Linked DNA regions of Mus musculus: region 1 is linked to region 2. The links are chromatin contacts, called in public promoter capture Hi-C maps. All regions are on one chromosome and are shown on one strand. The core of a region is the stretch at or near the end of the contact, and the rest is flanking DNA. Distances in the headings are between cores, read along the strand shown.

What was found. Promoter capture Hi-C pulls out the DNA fragments that hold promoters and counts their contacts.
Region 1: a promoter capture Hi-C map of hippocampal neurons shows a contact between it and region 2, with 2.1 times the contacts expected there. The contact joins the promoter of Sertm1 here to the promoter of Smad9 in region 2. A contact is called at or near these places in 2 of 39 promoter capture datasets (embryonic stem cells and hippocampal neurons) and 1 of 9 other capture datasets (adipose tissue).

The regions. Positions count from the first base shown.
Region 1 is chr3:54,913,666-54,920,191 of GRCm38.p6, reverse strand. Sertm1 (serine rich and transmembrane domain containing 1) reads left to right here and starts at 4,305. Exons shown (of 3, transcript NM_177854.4): 1 at 4,305-4,455; 2 at 4,921-5,085. It overlaps Gm31358 (a long non-coding RNA gene), which reads right to left and starts at 4,173. Exons shown (of 4, transcript XR_375676.2): 1 at 4,101-4,173.
Region 2 is chr3:54,751,988-54,758,221 of GRCm38.p6, reverse strand. Smad9 (SMAD family member 9) reads right to left here and starts at 2,640. Exons shown (of 6, transcript NM_019483.5): 1 at 2,528-2,640.

The sequences.
Region 1 (6,526 bases), core at 3,056-5,555, 160 kb before region 2:
TCAAATCATGTGTATATGGCATGTCTGTCTTTTTGGCCAAAGGATAAGCATTTTAGGGCATGTGTTTGTCTCTTTGGATCTTATGTCCTTAATTCCTGGAACATAGCAGATGCTCCCAAAATACCTCTTAGATTTAGTAAAACTTTAGACCAGCAATTTGTCTGTAACATCAGATGCCATAAAATTTTCCATGCTTTGTAGAACATCATGATATAAGCAACAACAACAAAAGCATATTGACACATCGTAAAATTGTTATGATCTATAATTTTCTTAGAGTTATTTTCTCAGACACTTTCAGAGAGCACCAATTTTTAAAATTGTGGCAGGTGAAATGAGAAGATTACTTGAAGACTGAAAGGTGGGATCCAGAGAGAGAAGGTAGGGATGGGGAGGTACAGAAAAGGGGGACAGAGTTGGAGAGCTGCAGGAGATGTAAGATGCCCACAATCGAGGGGAATATTAGTGAATGGACAGAGGACCTTTGAATGTTGCTTTAATGGTAGCAAGGAAGAAAAAAATGAAATTTTCAAAGCTTTTATTTTATGTGTATGAGTGTTTTGTCTGCATGTATGTATGTATACTACATGTGTGCAGTCCTCACAGAGGCCAGAAGAGAGGGTATCAAATGCCCTAGAATTACAGGTATAGGTGCAGGGAACTGAACCCAGGTCTTCTGTGATGACACAGTGCTCTTAGCCACTGAATCGTTTCTCCAGCCTGAGGTAATATTTGTAAACGTGCACTATATTCTGACCTCTAGCAAACTTACACTGGTACCACTTTGCACATGTGTGCCTTAACATTTTTGGCAACAATTTCATAAAGCAGACGCCATTCTATTCACTTGCTAGATCAAGGCTCCAAGAGTTTATATAGTTGAGTTGTATCACCAGCACACGCATTGTAAGTGTCAGTGTCGGGATTTCATGATTCTCTGTTATTCTAAGTTCCACATATTTTCTACACCCACTTCTCCCTTGATAAGACTGAATTGGGTGAAGGGGTTAGCTTTCACAGAAGCTATGTCTCTAGTGAAGGGGTTAGCTTTCCCAGAAGCCATGTCTCCTGAGACTGCTGGCAAATCTCCTTCTGGTGCTACCTTGTCATCATCTGAAGGCAGTCCCTGTAAGTAAACTGGATGTTTAACATTTCCTAGGTATTTGTCATGAATTAAAAGAAGAACATTGATTAACATATCACCCAACTATTCAGTTTTCACTACCTTCACTACAGATGTTTTATATCATTTAAATTAGGAGGTATAATTATTAATCAATTTTAAGTCAAAGAAAGGGGGTAAGGAAGAGTTATACACAATTGTTAAATATACAAAGGCCCTGAAATACACTAACATGTGTTCTCTAGACCATAGAGAATCCCCTGTTCCCCTTGGGTAGTGTTAGTAAATTGACTCTGATAATGACCTAATGACCTAACATCATGAGAGTCTACCTGATGTCAAATGTCCTAGCCCCAAAGCAAAGAGCTTAGTCAATCATTAACCATCTATAAAGACTGAGTGATGTTGCTCCAAAGTATATGTACATCTAGAACCTATGAATGTGTACTTGGGGGATGTCTGAAGTTCTAGTTAAGAATTTAAAACACTGTCTTGCTATTTTGGAGAGAAACTCTGAGCTAATACAGTCCTCCTCCTAAGAGAAGAGAAAAAGAAACAGAGAGAAGATGAAGATGGCTGGAGACTGGGATGATCCATTTGCCTACAGGCTGAGGGCCACAAAGGGAGCCAGGATCTAGGAGAAAGGCATGCAGCAACTCTCTTTGGGCTTCCACAAGGGACCAGGTGACATTTTGATGTTTCCCATTTTAAGCCATCTTGTCACTTCTTAAGTGACCACTTGTTATACAAGCCTCAGGAAACTATAATACTAACATAGTTTGGGGTGTGTAGATGAAAGCCTTATAAAATGGGCATCAAAGAAAACCAAGGAAAGTGCCCTACCTTGCCACCAAAGGTAAAATAGAGAAAAGAAACCAGCTTATGCCAATCTAAACAGAAAGCGCCAAGAGGACAACAATCCTCTTCCTTCTCTCTCTGAAACTCACGGGTCCTCTGCAGGGTTCTCAATGGAGACTCTGAACTAGAAATACATGGAACGTGGAAGAAGACTATGAAGCTGTGGCTAGAGATCTTAGATACAGAGATGTTTGAGGACAACTATCCTGAAGGCTGACAGCTTTAACTCTCCTCTTTGAATCCTGAGAGTTTCCCAAGTGCTGTGTAAGAAAAGGCAGCTGTCTCACGACAAGATTTCTGATGGCGTAGAGGATTTGTCTTTAGATGGTAAAACATTTCTCTATATTCCAACCTAATGTAATGGATATTGCTGCTCAGGAGGAAGAGAGGTGAAGATGCAAGATAGAATTTACTGAACAGTTAGCGAGCAGGGGACTGTTTGAGTCTGCTTTGCAAAACCTGGGGAGAAAGGGGGTTGACTTATAGGTTACAGTCCATCCTGAAGGAAAGTTGGGGTAGGAACTCAAACAAGACCCTGGAGGCCAAAACTGAAGCAGAAACCAGGAGGGAGCATTGGTTATTGGCTTGCTCCTGAGGGCTTGCTCAACCTGCCTTTTTAGACAGCCAAGGGTCACCTAATCAGGGTTAATGCTGCCCACAGTGGGCTGGGTCCTCTCACATCAATAACGGAGCAAGAAACTGTCCCCATAGACTTGCACATAGGCAGATCTGATGGAGGCACTTTCTCAATAGAGGCTCCTTTCTTTGGGTTACTCTGGTCTGTGTCACAATGACAAAGAAAGCAACAAGCATAGCGGTCAGTAGATGATGTAACTGAATTCATAGAAGTGGCAATGAGCAAATGGTTGAGGTTTACCAACCAGGCACTTGGGATGCTAAATCAGAAAGACCATCATTGTGAGATGGGCTTGGGCTACACAGTGGGTCAAAGACCAGCCTAGGTCATAGAGTGAGCCCTTATCTCAAAATCAAGCAAACAAAAAGTAGGTGAGCTCTGGAGTACAAATGTTTGGAGAGAAGCGTCTTTGAACTTGCTCTCTTGACAATACAGCTCATTCAGCTCCCCCTACATTTTTATTTTATTTTAAATGAGATGGAGTCTCAGACAAGGCTACCTTGGTCCTGGCTCCATAGCTAAAGATGGCCTTGAACTCTGTCTCCACCTTTAAAGTGTTGGGAGTACAAGTAAGTGCCACCATGCTGAGTTTATGTGGTGCTGGGAGTGGACTCCAAAGTCTCTAGCTGTTCGAGTGCTCCACCATCTGAGCTCCATGTTCAGTTCCACCACACGTCCCCCTCCCCCTCATCTTAAGTGAGGCACACGCATATCCACATAGAAAAGACTCACATGCCCAGGACAAGCAGAACAGAGACAGCATAGCTTTTATCACAACGGTGTCTCAGAGTTAGGCCCCATGCCTGTCTCTACCTGGAAAACCAATAAACGTGGACAGAAACAGTGTAATCCAGGAGCTAGGCACTGGTGAACAACGAGCTGTCACGAAGATTTAGGCAGCCCAGTGCTTTGTTGGTTCACTTTTAAGCCAAAAAATGGGGGGGGGGGGCGGTCCTCCGGGTGAAAATCCATCAACAAAAAGTAACCAACATGTCCCAGAGCTCAGTGCTTCAGATCATATAGACCAGGGAGCCAACTGGGTCTTTGAATAAAAAAGAACCCAAGACACCAAAGAAACCAAGCTTCTCTTCTCCCCAAAGCATCTAAACAAGCCCAGGCACGGAAGGCTCCCGTTCCATCGTTCCTTTATAGGATTGTGACATTTATCCGTGTAGTCTTTAATGATTATCTGTGTGACTGGCGGTCGTAGAAACCATGGTTCTATTCATTCATTAGATGGTTTCTCAGAGGACTGAGAGGGCGGGAAGGAGAAAGACTGAATGGGGGAGGGGGCTGAGGTGAAATTCATCATAGAAGGCGATGTCCCTTGCAGCTCGCCCTTTTGGAGTGGAGGCTGCGCAGGACTCGTAAAGACATAAGAAGGGAAACTTTGACAGGAAAGGGATGCTTTCCCCTGAGCCTAGGGGGGAAAAAAAAACTGAAGCCCACCACATATCGCCACAAAAGTTCAGCACACCACACCTGCCTTCCCCAGATGGGGCTCCCCGCGCAAACGCCTCCTCGTCCTCCAACCAGGGTGTAAGCTCCTCCCTCGTTAGAACGCCGTGCTGTCCTAGCTCCAGAGCGCCTGGGCTGCCTGGCGGCGGGGAGTGGGCCCAGCTCTCTGCCATTGGTCGCATGGCCCCGGAGGGAGGAGGGACAGCGCAGAGCCCAGCGCAGCCTACCGGGTGCCCACTCCCATTGCGCTCGCCGCTCGTGCGCTCTGCTCTCGCTCCGCGCCCCCGCGAGGTGCATTCCCTAGGATCGTCGTGGGGCGCACGTCGTCAAGACAGGGCCGCTGCCCCACCCCAGCGCCGGAGTCCAGATCTGCACATCAGTGAGCACAAGAGTTGGGAACTAAAACGAACCGGTCACAGAGCAATGGCAGTGGGCTGGTCCCTAGAGAGGGCCTCCGGACGCCCCGCCTAGGGTGGCAGGGGGTTCCTTAGCTTCGGGATGCTTCATCCCGACTCTCCTGGGACTACTTGAGATTTGGCTCCTTGCTGTGGAACGCCTCCCGAATCTTTTCTTTTCTTAGCTGGCCCCGGAAGCCCAGCTCTCAGGGTCTCTGGGAGACTGGGCCAGCCAACTACAGCTGGATTCACCAGGGGCCGGGCAGGCAATGTCCTTGGCCCTGGGATGACCCGCCTGATTCCTGGGCTCGGGGAGTCAGGAAAGTCTGCCCTCCAGTCCGCGCTGCTGCAAAGGATGATTCCTCTGCGGGCAGTTTACACTTTGTAATACGTTTCTGATGCCTTTTGTGTGGGGTTTGAGGTGTATGAGAGCATTTCTTTATTTCTAGGGTCATCTGCTTTTCCTGGGGAGTCGCCACAGGCACATTGACGGCTGGCGTTTCTCTGTCCTGTATTCCCTTGAGTCTCCTCGCCTGGCTGCGAATTCGGATAAGTTCTTCCCGCTGAACTCTTGGGTTCCCCAGCGGAGCTTTCTTAGCTCCCCCCAAAACCGGGTAAGCAATTCACTCTCAACCCTTCTCTTTCCCGGGATGTGAGAGGCGAGATTGCCTGCAGTCCTGCACCTCCCAGGCAAGCGGGAGGTGCGCGCATTATGGGCAAATGTTTGAGTTCTCATTAAGACCGAAGAAAAAGCAACACTCCCTCCTCCTGAGAGAACAGAGAGCCACATTCATTCGCAGAAACGTCTTGAAGATCAGGTTTGTGGACTGTGCCTGTGTGCCTTGTGCGGTCAGGTGTCTGGTGCCGGGGGCTCCCCCAGGTTTAGTGTCAGGGACTCCAGGGACTAGGTCTGTTTCTTAATGTCCTCCGTTTTCTCTGCCGATTTGTCTTCCTGGCAAGAATGTTCTGTTGAAGCACTTCAATTCAGTGGGTCTTGTCTCACAGTGCTTTGTTTAGAGGAAGGTCAAAGCTATCCTGTTGGACTTGGCTCCCAATGCAGGTACCAGAGCAGGTGAATGGACAACTGCTCCCAATGCTGGTGAATGGACAACTGCAGGCCCTGAACTGAGGTCCACCCAGAAACCACTCCTTAGGATGCTTGTTCTAGGATACTTTTCCGTTTCTGTGCCTCCGATTCACTGTGCAGGCAACAGGAAAGAGACAAGACTGTTGAGTCTTTTCCTAAAACATTTACTTTTTTTCTGCCATCCTACTGCCCAATACACTGTCCTTAAAACTGCATTAAAATCATATTTAATTGTCCTCGTTGGCCAGCTATATCATAACTAATATTCCTTTGTGATTTAGTCTAATATACTGGCCTGTTACTGAATATGCTTCATTTTGGCTGGAGAGACTTCTTTTCCCAGCTCCGACATACACACACACACACACACACACACACACACACACACACACACACACACACATTATCAAGAACAAATCGAGATGCTTGTAAATGAAGTTGCCCAGTGATGGGATTGTAACCCCAACACCTTGAAATGCTGGGCAAAGTGGAGATGGAGAAAGACCAGCCCAGTCCATTAATATTCTGGGACCTCTAAACTCCAAGAAGTGGGTAGAGTATTCCATTTTGTGTTTTGAGTTAGGGGGGGGGTGCTTATTTCTCACCTTTATTCCCCTGTAAAAAGCAAAGTTCTCTGAAAACCAGCTCAGAGCACATTCATGACTGCCACTGAAGAAGCTTGATGTCAGGTAAGATGGGCTCTGTTCTCCTTTGCCTTGGTCAGTTCGGCTTGCCTGATTTGACTGGATGTTTGTATGTCACAAGTGGATCTGATGTTAAGAGAGAGCAACTGTGCTATTGTGCTTGGCACCAGTAGATTTGTCTGCAAGCTTTCTGAATTCCTCTTCCTGTCTTCCTCTATCTTACTTATTGAGGCAGATAAATGAAGGAGGAGGCGATTGGTCACCATGATTAATTGTATGTGTGAGTCACTTAGTAACCTTGAAGTTATCATTCATCCTAAGAGT
Region 2 (6,234 bases), core at 1,391-3,890:
TGGGTGCTGGCAGGGTGAAGACACATGAAGACGAAAACCCAGTTTGCATGGTCCTGATAACATCTAATGCTGGCATTACTCTTAAAATCCTAAGTACTTTATTTAGTTGGCACAGGCATGCTTTACTGGAATATTTGCTTTTAAAGGTTAGTTGATTGCCAGGGAATATTTGTTTATTTTTCTATGTCCCTGTTCTTACACAAACACCCCTCAGGTTAACACAACACCCTCCTGTCTGCTCACAGCATCGAAATAAAATTTAGGCAACTTTCCAAATCACTAACAACGGTAATAAAGGGAATAAAAACCCAACGGCCCAGAATTACAACAATTTGAGGAGATTCGTGCTTTCAACCTACACCCAGTTTGCTGGTTTATTCTGGATACACCCATTTCTGGATTCCTCCGTACGCACAAGAATAAACAGAAGTCTACGCTAAGCTCTGTCAAAACATTGGGATTTAATGCCATGTTTCAAAAAAAAAAATAAAACCCAAGAATATTTATATCATAACTCTGACCTTCCCACCCTGGGTAAGTATAATTTAGATCATATTAAAGCAAGATGATGAAATTGTTTTCTTGTACTAGGGAGGGAAGGTCAGATAGAATCAGCTGCCTTCATTCGCCAGTGACCATCTCTCTCCAACTCGGCAAAGAACGTTGCACTCTCGCCCATCAGAACCCAATTATTTGTAAAACTGATATTGAATTCTTTTATTCATACGAAAGAATAATTTCTTTGATTTTTTTTTTCTCCTCCTCCTCCAATTTGGCCACCTGGCCAGAAAAGATACACAAATTTACCATTTATTCAATGCTTAGATATCTGGGGTGACGTTTCCTATAATAGAAATGTTTCTTCTTTTTCTTCCTACATCTTAGGGTATCAGAGACACAGAAGTTTATACCAGTGAATATTTTCTGATTTGCCCATTAGCTGGGGAATATGTCAGTAAAAGCAAAAGAAATATTTGATAAAGAAAACACCAAGTGCCTCATGCTGACTTTAAAAGACTTGACAAGTGCTTAAGGTTAACTTTAATTTGTCTCTGATTTTTAGACAACTCCACTGGTAAGTGAGCTTGCTGGATCCAGACTAGGCAAACATTCTCCAAAGCATAGCTCAAACTGGGTGGGGGTAGGGGGGTGAGGGGAGGAGAGGGGAGCAACCCGACAAAGCCAACCACTCAAGCATAAAAGTGGGGGGCCTCAGTGTCAGGAAAGACTCAGAAAAGGCTGGCTTGCAGGAAGCTGCCTTGTCACCAAGGAGTCTGTTTTCAGAAATACTTGACACCTTGATAATCTTAGCATATTTTAAAGGTTCCTTATTTATAAACTACCACACCGGTTTCTTAACTGTGATGTCCTTGGATAATCAACCACAGATCTAAACTCATGTTCCTGGCTTTCTAAAGGCAGAGCATTGAATCCTGGTCGTTTGCTAGAGAGTGTGCTAGGGCTGAATTTTTATTTCCTTTTTAAAATATAAATGAATAGTTTTTTAAGTGTAAACATCCGAAGGCATTCCTTCTCATTGACAGGCATGCTAGCACATTTCACAACCACAAATCCTCCCGAGGAGTGGCCTAGGAAGCGGCAATGATTTAAAGGGCCGAAGACTACCGTTATTCTCCACTCCCGTTGCTAATTACATTTTTACAGAACGTCGTCAGCAAGCCATAAAAGTAAAAATGATTCCTAGTGTTCTGTGGCTGTGCATTTGACCGAATTACATACAATTTGCTTCCAAAAGGAGATCCACTTCATTTGTAGGTTATTTCTCAGGAGGACCAGTTCCAGTCCAGAGATAGGCTGACGCTAACGGAGGACCTCAAAACTATCATTTTAAATTGCCATGGTAGAGAGAGGGAGAGAGGGGAGGGAGTAAGAAGTGCAGCGATTAGCCACCCTTAAGAAGGTTCCCCACACGCCTCCCACAAGGCCGGCGTCAGTCAGTCGCCTGCATCTGTCCCCACCTCGCCCCCTCCTGTCTGCGCAGCGCTGGCACCCAATGGTAGGCCCAGGAGAAGACAAACACAACCCAACAGCTACAGACACTCAACATTCCTAACTTTTTTTCTTCTCTTTCTCACTGTGTATGCCTCAAAGGTAAGCAGAGAAGGAAAAAAAAAATGACATGAGTATGAAATAAGGCTTCGTAGCCAAGGGTGCCCTGGAGTTTTAAAATCTCCCCCAGAGTCACAATAACTACCTTACACGCACTCACACTAGCCTCTTTACTGTCATGCTCTGCAGCAAAGGACTACTTCCCGGAGCTGAGCTCCAGGGCGCCTGTCCCTGGGTACAGGACAGTGTGCATCCTTCTGCACTCGGCCCACGCGCATCCCGCATCCCTGCCCACGCCCCGGGTCACGCGTCGCGCCATAGGTCCCAGGTGCTGGGATGCCGCGGAGCCCTCGCACACTACAGACACCACCCAGGTTCTCCACGGAGAACCAAGTCCCACGCCTGGGGACCTCAGGGGCCTCCCGAGTGCCCACGCCCGCGGCATGGCAGCGCTTACCTGTCCGAGAGGTGCCACGCGTGCCCCCCGCGCACTCCGGTTGCGCGGTAGCTGCAGGGTCGGCCGGGCGGCGGCGGGACCGAGACAGCGGCTCCAGAGGCGTCAGTCAGGCTGGAGCCTCCTCCTCGGCCGCCCGCGTGAGTGCGCCGCGCTGGAAGGGCGCCAGGCGGCCGTGCGCGCAGCCCCAGCCAGGAGGGGCCAAGCGCCCTGGCCGCGCCACGCTCCCCGCCCCGCCGCGCACCCGCCCGCTCTGCACATCATGCCTGCAGAGAGCCTTCAGGGACAGAGGAGTCTCCGGGTCATCCCCAGAAAATGTCCTTCCCACCTGGACAGGCTGTAGGCAGCAGAGGGAGGGGGGCGGTTGTCCTCCCCTCCCCTTGCTCCAGGAGAGGCAGACAGGACCACCAACCATGCCTGTCTCCTGAACCGCAGAGTCCTGGTCCCTGGAGGCCACGCTTACTGGCTGTCTGTTCCTCTGAGGCATGACTGGCCCTGGCATCAGCCCAAGAACATCTAAACGAGCTGAGTGGCAAGCAGAGTTTCAAACCAGTTCTATAATATGTAGGTTGTGATTTCTTATCCAGCGTAGAATACATGCTACCTAATCTACTCATGATATACATCATGGGCACGAGGAACCTTCCTGCCCAGTGGCCTGGCTATCTCCTAGGTTGCCTGCCTCTGAAAAGCCGCTTGGAAAGTGGCACCGGTATGCCGAAGGCCTTTGATCCCTCACCAAACCTCCTTATAGGTCTTCCAAGAGGAAGAGGATGGTACAGGGCCACCTCAGTCAGCCCCAGAACACAAATGTCCACTAAGAGGCCAAGGCACCTTTGAAATGTAAACGAAGGTCCTTCGGTTGAACTTCTTTTTCTAATCCTCAAACCTCCGCTTTCTGGAACACGGGTAGTTTTGCATCATCATCCAAGTGTAGCCTAGGAGGGCCTTGCTTGTAAAAACAGATCGCAGAAGTTTAAATGCCTCTTTAACTTCAAATCGAAAGTGTCTTTCTACACCTGGCTCATCTACCCTGCTGTAACCGAGCTATGATAGGTTTCTGATTGACCTGGAGAGGAAGAAACCCCAGAAGAAATACTGTCCGGTGGTGGTGGAACGTTCCAAGCCATGGGCTGGAAGAGGGCTGTGCTTTGTGTATATTTAGAGGCAAGTAAACTAATTAGGTTCTCTGAATCGATACCTTGCAGCTCAGGGATTCCACCCCCCTCCCAGAAATGATATTAAAGAAAGAAGTGATCCAATCAGATTCGGAAGAAGCACAAACTGTTGGAAGACCTCTGCTAAGCAGGCTCAAGCTTCCACAATGGAGGCTGTGAGTTCACAGAAGTCAAGAGACATGTAGGAAGGGGTAGGGGTGGGACGGGCCTTTGTGTGTCCTCTGCCCTTTCTGGACTTTACTCCCTAAAGGTTAGGGAGATAAAACAGTAAGACCTGGTGGGATTCAAGAAAGGGCAAACACCAGCCCTGGAGAAGAACACACGCTGATGGATTCTTTTGACCACCCTGGTTATAAAAATTCTCCTCTCTAATCTATCTTCTTCTGCGTTTTTTTTTTTTTAATCATATAATAGGAACATAATTCTCTTCCACCACAGCACTGTGTTACAGAAATGCACAGGAAACCAGACTGTCAACAGTTGTGATGAGGTGGTAATTCCCTTATAAATTTGGTTAGGGACCTGAAAAAAAAAAAAAAGCACAGCTAAAATTTTCTGGGAGAATATACCAATTGGGAAGACTGTGAGCATCCTTGCTGTTCCTACTTCTGCCCACATCTGTTAGACGCACAGTGCTACAGCTGGGCTCCGAAGTACCCTGCAAATCTGTGTATGAAACACACCTGCCTGGGCTCCAATGAGTGGCAGTGTTGGGAAGTGGTTTGTTAGAGAAGTTTCCCTTACTGGCAACATAAAACTGAAGAGGGTATAAGTACCCTGGCTCCTTCTCTGGATGGCCATGAAGTGACCTCATCTTCCTTTGACACATGCTCCCTCCATGGGCCCAATCAGAGCCAAACCTCAGAGTCAAAATAAGCTTTTCCTCCGCTTCAGTTGTCACAGTGACGGAAAGCTTACTCACACTCAGCACGGTCATCAGTTGATGTCTACCCTCCACTTTGCATACATCTCTTGTAACTCGTAGCTGGTCCAGCTTTGGAGTGGTTCTGCTCACAGCTGTAACTGTACCCAGCCCACCCCCTCCTGCCACCACTTCTTCTTCTTCTTCTTCTTCTTCTTCTTCTTCTTCTTCTTCTTCTTCTTCTTCTTCTTCTTCTTCTTCCCCTCCTGCCACTTCTTTGCATCACTTCTACACAGTGACCAAAAATGCAAGAGCAGTGGTGTCAGGGAGGAAAGATTTATTTCTGCTCTTGATCTGAGAGGGCGCCATCCATCGTGATGGAAAAGCACTGTGCTGGATGGAACGGTGGAGCAGCTTGGAGCTGTGCAGCCAGAGGAGGAGGCAGCTGGTTTCACTGCCCTGGCAGGAAGATGGATGGCCTAAAATGCTCAGCCCCTCTGTACATCTGACAACTCCATCCCATTCCTAGGTATATTGCTATGATAAAACAGACCCAGCCCAACCTGAGGATGAACCAGTTTATTTTATCTCACAGTTTATAATCCACCGTGCAGGACAGTCAGGGAGGAACCTGGAGCAAGATTGGAAGCAGAGGCCATGGAGGAAGGTTGCTTACTGGCTCACTCCCCTTGGCCTGCTCAGCCTGCTTTCTCTATAACCCAAGAGGACTGACTACCTGCCTAGCCATGGCACCACCCACGGTGATCTGGGCCCTCCCACATCAATCATAAACTAAGAAAATACCCCCATGGACTTGCCAGCTGATCAATCTAATGCAAGCATTGTGTCAACTGAGGTTCTCTCTTCCCAGGTGACCCTAGCTTGTGTCAAGTTGATAAAAACAACAACAATAAAGCAAACCTGACTGGCACCACCCAAAACTGGGCGACCTGCTAGAGACCAGGTGTTTGAGTGTGAGGCTATAGTGTGACATTTCAGAGTCAAACCAGAGCAAATAAACTCCCCCTTGCATTTCATCTGTAACGGTCCTAACTCTATGCCTTTCCTGTCTTCCCCAGAACTTTACTTCAAAGTCATCATTTGCTCCATAACTAGTATTGCTAACTTCCCTGAGCACCTGGTACCTAGACTATGTGGACACAGAGCACTGATCCGTGTGAGCTCTATCTGGCAGGAGAAACTCATATCCTTCAAGACCAGAGGTGTCACAGTGGGGAGAGGACATGGGGAAGATGTGACAGAATGACATCTCAGCGACCTAGAGAAGCATGCAAGTCTACATCCTGCCCCCTCCCCATCTCTAAGGGTACAGCCCTGTAGGGGCCGGCCTGGTGGCACAATATCCCTTGTAAAGACTATCCAGAATGCCTCCGGTATGTAGAACCGACTGGAGTTTTGAGAGTAGAAACCTCATCTTTCAAACTAGTTGCATACATAGGGTAAAGAATGTGTGGGAGCTCACTCACCTCAGAGAAACAGGAAGGGACTGACATGAGCAAAGAGTCTTGGTTTACCAATGAAGGGCAGACGAGGGTCTACCATGCAAGCCTCCTGACCCAGAACTTGCCAAATGCCACACAGGCACTCCCTGCTTCCATCCGCACATCTTGAAAGGTAAGGTTAGGGCCAGGTGTGGAGGCACACGCCTT